2 separate regions of the Arabidopsis thaliana genome follow, and region 1 is linked to region 2. Evidence: chromatin contacts called from public targeted proximity ligation data. All regions are on one chromosome and are shown on one strand. The core of a region is the stretch at or near the end of the contact, and the rest is flanking DNA. Distances in the headings are between cores, read along the strand shown.

Region 1 (6,334 bases), core at 554-3,053, 34 kb after region 2:
AATACTATGTTGGATGGTTATGCTAGGTGTAGAGAGATGAGTAAAGCGTTTGAGTTGTTTGAGAAGATGCCTGAGAGAAATACTGTGTCTTGGTCGACGATGGTTATGGGTTATAGTAAAGCTGGGGATATGGAAATGGCTAGAGTTATGTTTGATAAAATGCCATTGCCTGCTAAAAATGTTGTCACTTGGACGATAATTATTGCTGGGTATGCGGAGAAGGGGCTTTTGAAGGAGGCTGATAGATTAGTTGACCAAATGGTGGCTTCAGGATTGAAATTTGATGCTGCGGCTGTGATTAGTATCTTGGCTGCTTGTACTGAGTCTGGTTTGCTCAGTTTAGGAATGAGGATTCACTCCATACTGAAAAGGTCTAATCTCGGTTCGAATGCTTATGTGTTGAATGCACTACTTGATATGTATGCAAAATGTGGTAACCTAAAGAAAGCGTTTGATGTGTTTAACGATATACCCAAGAAGGATCTCGTGTCTTGGAACACTATGCTTCATGGTCTTGGCGTTCATGGCCACGGAAAGGAAGCAATCGAGCTTTTTTCGAGAATGAGAAGGGAAGGGATTCGGCCTGATAAAGTCACGTTTATTGCTGTTTTGTGTTCCTGTAATCACGCGGGTCTCATTGATGAAGGAATAGATTACTTCTACTCAATGGAGAAAGTATATGATCTTGTTCCACAAGTTGAACACTATGGTTGTCTTGTTGACCTATTAGGTCGAGTAGGGCGGTTAAAGGAAGCGATAAAGGTTGTCCAAACAATGCCAATGGAGCCCAATGTTGTTATTTGGGGTGCTCTTCTTGGAGCGTGCAGGATGCATAACGAGGTGGATATTGCTAAGGAAGTTCTGGATAATCTGGTTAAATTAGACCCTTGTGATCCTGGAAACTATTCGCTTCTGTCAAATATTTATGCAGCAGCAGAGGATTGGGAAGGAGTTGCTGACATAAGATCAAAGATGAAGAGTATGGGAGTAGAGAAACCATCTGGAGCTAGTTCGGTTGAATTGGAGGATGGGATACATGAATTTACAGTGTTCGACAAATCACACCCAAAATCTGATCAAATATATCAGATGCTTGGTAGTTTAATTGAACCTCCAGATCCTGGTGAGCTGGTTGCTGTTCGATAAACTGCTTAGTTTATGTCCAGATCATTAGGTATTATATCGATTATAGGCTGTGAGCATCAGCACTGTGGCCTAGGCCAAAAATTTGTAGTTCATTTTCCAAAGGAACACAAAGATGGTTTTATCCTTGTAACGAGTTCGAGTACTGTATATAGAGCATAATTTATAAATCTTGAGATCAATTTGATTTTGCAATACTAACTCCCGTCTCCAGACATGGGGTTTCTGGTTCTTAATCCAATAACAGGTTCTGTGACCAACCTTGAAGATGACAGTAACAAGAGAAGACTAGGCAGGACCAAAGACATTCAAACTCCCACATAACCTCATTGTGAGTAATATTGTGACTTCGTGAAAATTCCACTGATGATGTATTGTCGGTGATGTATTATCATTGGACGTCAGTGTGATGACGTATTGCTGGTGATGTTACCTTTGGATGAACCAACTAGTTATTTAGAATGATGTTTAGATGGTCAAATTAGAACAAAACTCGTGGGGTTTATTTTATTACAAGAATCAATGTCTTAATGATGTTGAGTTGATCTCTTAAGTTTCCTTTTTGTAGTGATATTCCCATTGAAATAGTAATAAAATAATGGAGAAAAGAGGACCACCAATAGTGCTTCCTTGATTTGTTCCATCCACAATAGATGACTTTGATCATACCAAAAAAAAAGTCTAAACCCGTTATAATGGTCATTCACTTGTTCTTAAGACCCTTTTATGAATGATCCAAATTTTACTGATTCACGTAAGAAAAAAAAGAGAGATAGAGGATTAGAGATTATGGGGATGAAGTTTATCTAGTTGGTGGATGTAGTAATTATACGTGCTTTTTTTCCACAGGAGTGGGTAAGTAACTGCAGAGGCAAACCTTGAGTGGCCACTAGGGTTACACATCATCAAAAAAAAGGTGATAAAAGATTTGTCTCTTATCCAAAATCCAAAGGCATATGGAAATGTTTATCTTTAAATACATCAACACCTTAAAGGTTACGGTATATCCATTGCCCATTCCTCTGACTAGGACGACCCCTTTAGAACTTAATACATTCAGCCTGTGGTTCACAGTTCTCCACTCTCTTATATTTAGATGTTATTTTTCTGTTCTACCTTCTCTTCATAGGAACTAAAGTGAATTGAGTCAGAGAAAAAGAGAAAGAGAGAAGGTAACATGGATGCTTGTTTTCTTACCTCAAGATCAATCTCTGGTGTTAAAGAGCTTGTCCCGTTCATCAAAGCGAGAATCTTTACTTGCCCCAAGAGAAATTCTGGCCAATTTGTTACCAGGAAGGTTGCTTCTCCGATCTCTGTAAATTGTAAGTAAGATCTCTTTCATGGTCATTTTGATCTATAAGAATGGCCTGAGTATCGCAATAACATGTCTTGGTTTGGGAATTTGCCTGTCTTGAGTGAAATTATTGTAGCTGATGAGAGCATTTTGGTTTGAGTAGGTTCTCTTTCGGATTCATGGAAGCCACTGGAAGATGATGCTGATCTCTTCAAGGATTGTGTCAACAATTCTACATCAGATGCTGATTGGAGGGAGTTCAGGGCAAGGCTTGTTGCAGGGGAACAAGCTGCAACGTCCGAGAAGGATCAGCCCTCGTGGTCTAACCCGGACATGGTGGTGGACTATCAGCCATCATCGTCCTCACTGATCACAATTGGAAGCAAATGGGCACACAAGATCCATGAGCCAGAGACAGGCTGCCTCCTAATCGCCACAGAGAAGCTAGACGGTGTCCACATCTTCGAAAAGACGGTGATCCTCCTCCTCTCTGTTGGACCCTCAGGTCCTATAGGAGTCATCCTAAACCGTCCATCTCTGATGTCTATTAAGGAGACCAAGTCAACGATATTAGACATGGCAGGAACGTTTTCAGACAAAAGACTCTTCTTTGGTGGACCTTTGGAAGAAGGGTTGTTCTTGGTGAGTCCAAGGAGTGGTGGAGACAACGAGGTTGGTAAGAGCGGAGTATTCAGACAAGTGATGAAAGGATTGTACTATGGAACGAGAGAGAGTGTAGGATTGGCTGCAGAGATGGTGAAGAGGAATTTGGTTGGAAGAAGTGAGCTTAGATTCTTTGATGGGTATTGTGGTTGGGAAAAAGAGCAGTTAAAAGCAGAGATCTTGGGAGGGTATTGGACTGTTGCTGCTTGTAGCTCCACTGTTGTTGAGCTTGGTTCAGCTGTCCAAAGTCATGGTCTTTGGGATGAGGTTCTTGGGCTTATTGGGCCTCAAACGGGCTCTGTTATCTAAACCTTGTTTTTGTACTGCATTTCACTAATGGTTTATGGTATGACTATGTGTATGGTTTATCAATGTACTGTATGTATTAAACATCCATCACTAATTTATATTTGTTTGTTTCTCGTTTAATAGCCTAAAAATAATTACAAGGAGATTAAGAAAAACATATGAACCTTAATAATTACTCCATCTTCTAAACTGTAATGTATAATGATAGTCACAATGCCATTGGTTGTCAAAACAAAAAAATGGTTTTATCATGTTCAAACGAAGCATATACAACTTTGGTACTTGATACTTGCCTTGTACTTGCGAGTCTTCAAATTTTGTGACTCTTTACCCGGCTTGTCTATTACGGGTATTTGTTTTTTCAAGGCGAGTACTGTGCAAGTAACGAGTCCATCAACTTTAGAAGATGGATTATATTGGTTACTAAGAAAATCTCAAAAAGTCAAAATCTAACAAATATTTCGTGTTGTATGAGGTTGCGTGCAACTTCAATTGGATTTCTTAGTTAAAAAATAGAGTCATCAATATAGATTCAGACGGCTGAATAGTCTTATAAATATCTTTTATTTTTGTCTAAGTAAATTTGAAAACACTGCCTATTTTTTTGTGCACCAAATACGTCATTACGGAGTTGAGCGATTACAATGAGAGAAACACAATCGGACATTATTCAAAGTGCATATCAGCTAAATCATAAGAAAAGAAGCTAAAACAACAAGAGTATATATATAGAATTGAGAAACTAAAAGAAAAAGTAAACTATTAAACTCAAGGTTTATATAAACTCAAGAGCCTAACATACAACACAATGATCGAAAGTACTTATAAATTCAATTTTTATTCAAGAAATAAAATGAAAGTGTCAAGAGAGTCTATGCCCTCATTTTTTAGTTGTTTCTCACGTGGTCATGAGCTTAACGACGCTAAAACCACCATCAACCACCAGATTCTGACCGCTAATATAAACCGAATCATCAGAAGCCAAAAACAAAGCTGCTTCTGCGATGTGGCGAGCTTTAAGCACCACACCTTTGAGATTCCCTAGGGCTTCACCATATTCTTCAAGCATCTTCACCGCTTCCTCATTGTAGGCGCTAGTCATCCCCGTGGCAACCCCATACGGTGCAACACCGTTGACTCTAATACCGTACTGCCCCAGTCCAGCACACGCTGATCGGATCAGCCCGAGAAGCGCGTGCTTAGAAGCCGTGTAACTATGAGGTCCCGGACCACCTATCTCTGCCGCAATACTCGTCGTACATACAATGGAGCCACGAGTACCACTAGCCACCATCGAACGTGCCGCGTGTTTGATAAACGCAGCCGCACCGCGAACGTTAACCGCCATCGTTCGATCAAACGCCTCAAGATCCAAATCAAGAACGCTTCCAAACGCTTCCAAGACCCCGGCGTTACTAAACAGAACGTCAAGCTTTCCGTGTTTTTCAACGGTGAACTTAACGGCGTTCTCGACATCCGTCTCGTCGGTTACATTACAACGGTAAAAACTTGCTTTGTCTAGCCCTATCGAAACGGCGAGGTTTTGGCCAAGCTCTTCTTGTATGTCCACGATGACCACTTTAGCTCCATGGTCCGTGAACAACCTAACCGCTTCAGCTCCAATCCCACTAGCTCCGCCTGTTATAATTGCGATCTTGCCATCCAATCTTCGGTATATATATTAGACAAGTAAGTATATTATTAATCAACGTATGAATGAATGCAAAATGAAGTTGTAAGAGTTTATAGCAAAAAATAAAACTAAAAAAAATGAAGTCGTACGAGTTTATAGCAAAAAATAAAACTAAAAAAAATGAAGTCGTACGAGTTTATAGCAAAACATAAAACTATAAAAATGAAGTTGTAAGAGTTTATAGCAAAAAATAAGACTAAAAAAACGAAGTTGTACGAGTTCATAGCCAAACAAAAAATGAAGTTGTAAGAGATGAAACACTTGCCTAAGTCCCGACATTGTTTTGTTGTATTTCCACTTTTGAAAAGACCACCAAAAATTGAATGTATCCTTCTTGAGGGATTGCAAAGGATATATAATGTTAAATATAACCAAGAGTTTTGGCATTTACCATTTAAATATAATTCAACGTTCCTCACGCTCTTAATAATTAAACTCCATATCCTTGTCCAGCAAACCTTATATATTGTTGTCACTTGTCAGCATCTATAATATATAGTTTTACTATAAAACAAGAGCCCACAAATATGATCGTATAAATGCATAAATAGTTTAAGTAGAAGTTTCACATGGGTTTAACGATGCTATATAGTCAAGTCAACATATTATGTCCGCTATTGACGGGATATGCGAGTGGCCATGATCTGCTTCTTCCTTATTGGTTACAAAATTACATAATTTTATCGATCATTTTACTAGCTACATTTGGTTACTCTATTTAAAAGAAATCAAAATTTTTCTTTTTTGGTTAAAAAAGAAAGAATTATATCAAAAGTTTCTCAAATTTCAATACTTTCATGTCGAAAACAAATTCAACAAAACTTGGCACGATTTGTACTGATACGTTCTTGTCAACATCTACAATATCTTTTGTGCGTGCCTTCCACGGCTCCAGCTAAGCTTACGTGTTTGAAGAATAATAATTGGGTTGATAGTCATTGACCCTAATTATGAGAATCAAACTGTTACCAATTGTCGAGGTCACTGTCACGGTAGTTGTCACGACGCTATATGTATGATATGGGTTTTAATTATCCCTATGAAATATTCTCTCGAATAAAAGATCGAATGTAATATTTAGGAATCAAAAAAGATCGAATGTAATATTTAGGAATCAAATTTTACATAGTTCATACAACAAATTATTGGCTTTCGAATAAAACTAAACAAAAATTTCCAATATTAAAATTACAATAATAAAGTAATTAAATTGGTTCTGTGGAAGAAGGCGC
Region 2 (6,456 bases), core at 611-3,110:
AAGGCTATGTGGGATTGTTGAACAGTATTATATACCTGGACTACTTGACCTTTGTCATTCATTTCAAGAACAGCAACAGTATCGGCTTCTGATAGTGTTGCTCCATAGACACCGCTTCGTTTTGTTACCGAACGACCTTTCCAAGTACCGAGAAATGGGTTTATCCTTTCTGCATCGTTCTGTAACAAAGGGGAACATATATTGGTATGGCAGTAAAATGCTTTATGAGCATGAATCAATAACAACAAACTACCTGAGCGTTATCGAGGACTGGATGAGCGAGATTCTCTAACCCTCTTTCCTCGAGGAAAACAATAAGCATTTCAAGAACACCTTTAGGATCCATGATGTGAAAGGCTCTAGCCCTTCTATCTATCTCCTTAGAATACAAACAGTTCTCACATACTAAAGACGGACGCCGAGATGGAAGTTTAAGATTTCTGAAAACAAATTGTTATAAGCTTCATGGAGCATTAAAATGTTTATACATAAGAAGGAGCCAATAGACATGAGAAACCAACCTTGGTGATTCTTCTCCCGTGTCATCCTCCCCGAGCACGCCCTGCCTTAACGTCGTATCCAACATTCCAGCGGTTTGGTACCTCAGCGAAAACGCTCTCTCCTTTGGGAAAAATCCAATCTGCAGACTACTGATGATGGATATCAAGATAGTCATCAAATACTTAAGAGACAAATCACAAAACTCAAACTTAGTATCTTGACTAATAGAGATAAACAGAGCTACTCTCACCTGCTGATACTTGTCCACAGTGAACATATTGGTTTCTTTAATTTTGTACTCTACCCATTCCGGTTCCTCTTCCTCCTCTTCGGAAACTGAAGTAGCTGATGTAGGCTGCTTTATATATAACCTAAACAATACAAACACAAAGACTGGTAATGCAGAGCAAAAACCATTGCTTCTGGATACATTATATAGGAAACAACAATACCAATGAGCATCAATAAATATATGAATAAACTTCGTGAGGACACACAATTTCTTACACATCATTGAAAATTCACAAACTTTTCTATAGTACAAACACAATACAGATTAGTAAACTAGTTGTACAGAGCAAAAACCATTGCTTCACACAAAATCAACATATAGTGTACAAGAAAAATCTTCAGGTATGCTAAATGATATCCATTTGTTCCAAATAGTAAACAAGATAAACTTCAAATTTGCTCCAAATTCATAGAATAATCATATAAAGTTCAAGACTTTATATACTTCCTATTGCCAAATTCTCCATCAACTGATTCCTAAAGATAATTGAATCCTAAATTACACACAATCCATGTTCCAAAAACAGTTATTCCCATTGAAGCAGAAACACAGATTCTCAGAAACATACGATTGATTAAGACTAAGGAGCTCATCTTCTCCATAAGAACTAGCTGAAAGACGTGTATCAATCTTATGTAACAAATTCCCATTACCATCAAATTGCTGCAAAAACAAAAACAAAAAGAGAGAGTCTTTAGCATAAATCTAACAAAAAGGAGCAAACTTTAGGGTTTATGGGTGACTATACATGAAAGGAGCCAGTCCATTTTCCGACATTAAGATCGACGAATCCTCGTAAATTGTCAATACTCATTGATTCATCGCTTGTTCTCTTGTCATCTTCTTGAACCGTCATGGATCTTATAACAAAGCTTCTGCTGGTTCCATAGTCTGAGCGTAGAATTGGGGAACGAATGGGTTTAAGGGATTTGGATAGTGGAGTAAAAGGAAGTGAGCAAGTGAAGGAAGTAGCAGCAGCCATGGAGGAGCTCTTGAGCGAGTGAGTGATTTTGTCTTTGTGAATGTATCTTATCTACAAACGACACTGGCAATAAAACCGGACCGGATTTGAAGTTATATCGAAATGTCGGAAATCGGAACCAAATCTGAATTAAACCGAACCGGATTTAAACTGAACCCGAATTTTGTAGAGCTTATTTGAAATATTTAATAGAATTTATAGACAATTAATTAGCCAGAAAATAGAATTGTTAGGAAAAAATTATTGAACGAGGGAGCGAAGCAGCAGAAATAAGCTTTGGTAATTTTGATATCAAATTTCAACAAAAAGTTTTTTTTTCTTTTGCTGGAAGAATTGGGTGAAGACGAAGATTAATATATCAAGGAAGATCATCTATGGGTCGTATTATTACGAGTGGGTCAAGTCGGGTTTTAATTTGGTTTCATATAGAACTTATGTGGTTTGTTGTTCGGTTTAGATTGTAAATCGAGTAAAACCAATGTCTGTTTAGATTTTGACAATAACTAGCCTTGAAAATTCAAGTATCCGTTATAGGCAAGTCGAATAACAAGTCGGTTAATTTTATTACTTGCAAGTCCAAGTCAAGTATCATAATATTTTTGATAGTTGCTTCGTTATTTGCCTCATTTTGATATTTGTCATATTACTCGTTACTTGTATATGTGACTTGTGGGATCGTTAACAACTAGATCTAGACATAACTTTCTCCAGAACCTACTCTTTTAATAAGTCCTTTATTAACTAGAGATCTACCTGAACAAATATTTCTCCATCTATAGGATGGAGAGTATGAATTATATTATTCAAAGGGTTGGATTTCCGAAAATAACGTCCTTTAAAAACCCGCGCAAAGAGTGAATTTGGAACCGTGATTAAACGCCATAATTGTTTAGCTAGAAGAGCCGAATTAAAATTGTCTACACTACGAAAACCCAAACCCCCTTCCGATTTACTATAACACACCTTATCCCATGCCATCCAATGCATACCTCTAGATTCACCATTTGAACTCCACCAGAATTTTGGGATTGCACTCGTGAGCTTCGATGTGATTGTTTTCGGTAGTGTAAAGCAAGACATAACATAAGTTGGTAATGCCGTAGCTACCAATTTAATCATCACCTCTTTTCCTCCTTTCGATAAAAACTTAGCTGACCATCCATTTATCCTATTTTGTAATCTATCTCTAACAAAAGAGAACATTTTTGTTTTAGATCCACCTAGACTTTCTGGTAAACCAAGACAGGAGCCCATACCACCAAGATTAGTGATTCCCTGTTGATTTTATTTCTGCCTTAAGTGAATCATCTACCTTATGACCAAACTGTATCGAGGACTTTGAAAAATTTATTTGTTGTCCTGAAACCGCTTCGTATTGCTTTAAAATTTCCAAGATTACTCCACACTGCTCTTTGCTAGCTTTGCAAAAGAATAAACTATCATCTGCAAATAACAAATGAGTTACAGAGGAGCTTGCCGTATCTACTTTCATACCAGTAATCAATTTTCGTTGTTCAGCTTTTCGAATATTCGCAATAAGCACCTCCGTACATAGAATAAATATGTAAGAAGATAGCGGATTTCCTTGTCTTTAATCTCTCCCCGGTACTATCAAGCCTCTAGGTTATCTATTAATAAAAACCTGATATTGGACTGTTGTTGTAGACCACATTATCCATGAAATCCACTTTTCGCAGAAACCCATTTTTCTATATTATCCATGAAATCATGTACACTTTTTTATTATGAAATAACGAATATTGTAATAAAAATAAAGTTATTAATTTTCTAAAGAATCTTACCTAAACTACTTTTTATTTTTGAAAACTTTATAAATCACCAAGGTTATGCCGGTAGTTAAACCAAAATAAAGGGAAAACGTAGAAATATAGGGAGAAACAAGACCATTTAAATTGCAAGGATTTGAACCGATTTCATGTGTATAGCTTTTTAACTTCTTGTTTTTGACCAAATATTATAGGATCTTAATTTAAGGTGGTCTGATCTAACCCACATTAATTAGAAAACATACACAGCTTCTTGTGAATTTAAGGTGGTCTGATCTAATTAATTAGACCGTAGAAAGCAAAAACATGGTGTTGTAAAAGAAACCAAGAACAAAGGCTTGAACATATATGGGGTTGCCAAAACATTTTTTCAAGACTTCAAAGAGGGATCTGATCAACGAACAGTGTAGTCATCTTCTCCTTGATTTTTCCTTCGGGATGGGTGTATCCTTCGTCTTCACTGTACGTGATAGAGATCATGAGTCCAACGCCCATTGCTAGCTTAAGAACCAAGCGTGACACTCCCATTGTCGTCAAAAACTCTTCATTTACTGTCTTATTTGCAACCGCAACCATTTTTTCAAACTCCTTTAAAGCTTCTTGTTCCGTAACTCTATATTGTTTCATATAACAGGTGACCGCATTCGCCGCATATCCTCTACTCATATCTTCCTGATAAATGTATGTGTAAGTAACAGTGTAAGTTTGTAAGGTATAGGGACAAAAATATAGTAGACAAAAACCGGATGTGAAGAAATGATTTAAGCGAATTCGTACCTTGTAACCTTTCATATCATTCATTAGACGACCTTTGATAGCTAAAGCTTGGATAATTTTTGGTCTGGATTTGAGCCACTTATAATCTTCCTTCGGAACTATCTTTCCCATACACATCATAGCACCCATTAAAGTCGTCATTGCTGTGATCCCCACCCCAGTAACCTCTATATACTCCTCAAAGCTAGGCATGTTATCCGCTAGTGCCCATTTTTCAGCCTCTAAGTTGGCTTTCACAAGTGACTTGAACTACAAGCTCAAATTTATAAAATCGTTAGGACTATTCAAAATGTTGTTTTTTCAAAAGTCATGGGAAAAAATACCTATTAGATGTCCAATTTTCAAAGTTGGTTGATTTAAATCCCCAATTTATTCTGCAATGAGATATATAGTGTATTTTGTTTACTATCCGATTTCATATCTAATTATTGTTGGTTTTCCGAAAACAATCATATCGTTAAATCGACTAACAGAACAAATTTATGGGAGTTTAATTTCTATTAAGGATCTCTGTTACAAATTATCATAAGAAACTCGGTTAATTTTTTCAACATTCATTTTCCCTCTCTGTTAAATTGACAGAATAAACTCGGTTCACTTGTGTAATATACATTATCCCTCCTCTTTTTCTTTTATCTTTTTTTTTGGGTTGTCAAGCCATTTCATATATATATATATATATATATACATATATATATATATATATATATATATTCTCTCTCTTTTATTGGTTTGATGATTGATCATACAATTAAACCTCTACATATGTTCGGATGTAGTTTCACTTTTCTTTATTTTTTAATTTCTGTTAGATTTATCTCCCGTTACTCTACCAAAAAAGCGCTAGGCGCTAATTAGGCGATGACCGAATGCCAAAGACCTAAATTGCCGAGCTGGGGCTTAAGCGATTTTATACGGTTAAAATGTTTACAACATAAAATATTATACAAAACACATAAATAAGAAATATATAACTATTAAATCATGAGCAAAAATTAGAAAAAATGTTCATTTAATTCATATCAAACAACATATGAATATAAAGACGAAACTTAGAAATTTAAATTTATGTTTTTAGAAATTAGAAAAATATACTAAAATTAAACAAATATAATATTAAGCGGTCGAAACGGTTGTGTAGGCATCGTGTGAGCGCTTAGCGCTTAGTCGGAGTCTAGACGACCGTCCAAACTACTTTTTAGAACACTAATCCCGGCAGAAAATTATTTTTCATAAAACATTCAAAAGCCACGGGAAAATATACAACCTTGAGTTATATATACATATACTATGTGTATATACATACACGTAGTATATATATGTCAACGACTTAACCATATAGACATATACAAGTTACTAAAAAGAGTTTGATTGATTACCTCTTCTATTGTGGCACACACACCGAAAGATCCTCCTTCTGGCCTAAGTTCTTTTTCGAACTCTTCAAATGTATCCAATATAAATTTAAACACGAATTTCAAATAATCAGGTTGTTTATCCATGGCATGATCAGGAGCCCACCTGTACATCATCATCGACTAAATCATCCATTATCATCACCATCACCACCACCACCATCATGATCATTCTTTATCTGGAATGTTAATATATAAAGTGTACCTATTCAAGCTGTTTACGAGGCTTTCAGCCTCAGGAAGGGACGCATATCTGTCCAAGGTGTCATCTTGAATTACTAAAAGAATGAAGTACTTAGCCATCATAATCCTTGCACGTGAGTGTTGTGACTCCACAAACAACGTTTGTATAAAGAAATGGTTTTCGACGATTCTGTCTCTGAAGTAAGGTGGCAACTTAGATACAAAATCTACCTCCTTGTACCACCTTCCATCCAAACATAGATGGTTAGAATAACTCTTAACAAAGAATCGTAGCTAAGTAATTGAGAAGATGTTACATACTTTGTAAGAACTTTGAGTTCTTGAAGGTATTGGAGTTGTAGAAACTTGAAATTGAGCTTAGAAAACTTGAGTAGCATCTCGTTGTGGTCTTTTTCTTTTTCGTAGAATGATATATATTCCACAGCGACTAGCATCTCCATGTTCCAATGCTGAGATGCATTGAGAGCATTTCGTATACGCCTTGACATATGAGGCGGG

Evidence for each region.
Region 1: a contact with region 2 is called in a targeted proximity ligation map of shoot, with 16 read pairs. A contact is called at or near these places in 17 of 26 Hi-C or Micro-C datasets (callus, cotyledon, flower and 7 more), 2 of 2 datasets of targeted methods (seedling and shoot) and 1 of 3 other capture datasets (seedling).

Annotation. Positions count from the first base shown.
Region 1 is chr3:11,189,460-11,195,793 of TAIR10.1, forward strand. AT3G29240 (PPR containing protein (DUF179)) reads left to right here and starts at 1,804. Exons shown (of 2, transcript NM_180317.3): 1 at 1,804-2,465; 2 at 2,601-3,585. The coding sequence starts at 2,321. The coding sequence ends at 3,409. AT3G29230 (Tetratricopeptide repeat (TPR)-like superfamily protein) reads left to right here. Exons shown (of 1, transcript NM_113847.2): 1 at 1-1,736. The coding sequence ends at 1,146. SDR4 (NAD(P)-binding Rossmann-fold superfamily protein) reads right to left here and starts at 5,712. Exons shown (of 2, transcript NM_001339015.1): 1 at 5,368-5,712; 2 at 3,930-5,076. The coding sequence starts at 5,489. The coding sequence ends at 4,308.
Region 2 is chr3:11,155,433-11,161,888 of TAIR10.1, forward strand. It overlaps AT3G29185 (glutamate NMDA receptor subunit epsilon-1, putative (DUF3598)), which reads right to left and starts at 1,861. Exons shown (of 7, transcript NM_113842.4): 1 at 1,542-1,861; 2 at 1,362-1,456; 3 at 752-872; 4 at 522-640; 5 at 254-440; 6 at 36-179. The coding sequence starts at 1,775. It overlaps AT3G29190 (Terpenoid cyclases/Protein prenyltransferases superfamily protein), which reads right to left. Exons shown (of 7, transcript NM_113843.3): 3 at 6,259-6,456; 4 at 5,960-6,181; 5 at 5,719-5,860; 6 at 4,340-4,588; 7 at 3,760-4,234. The coding sequence ends at 3,941. It also overlaps the pseudogene AT3G29187.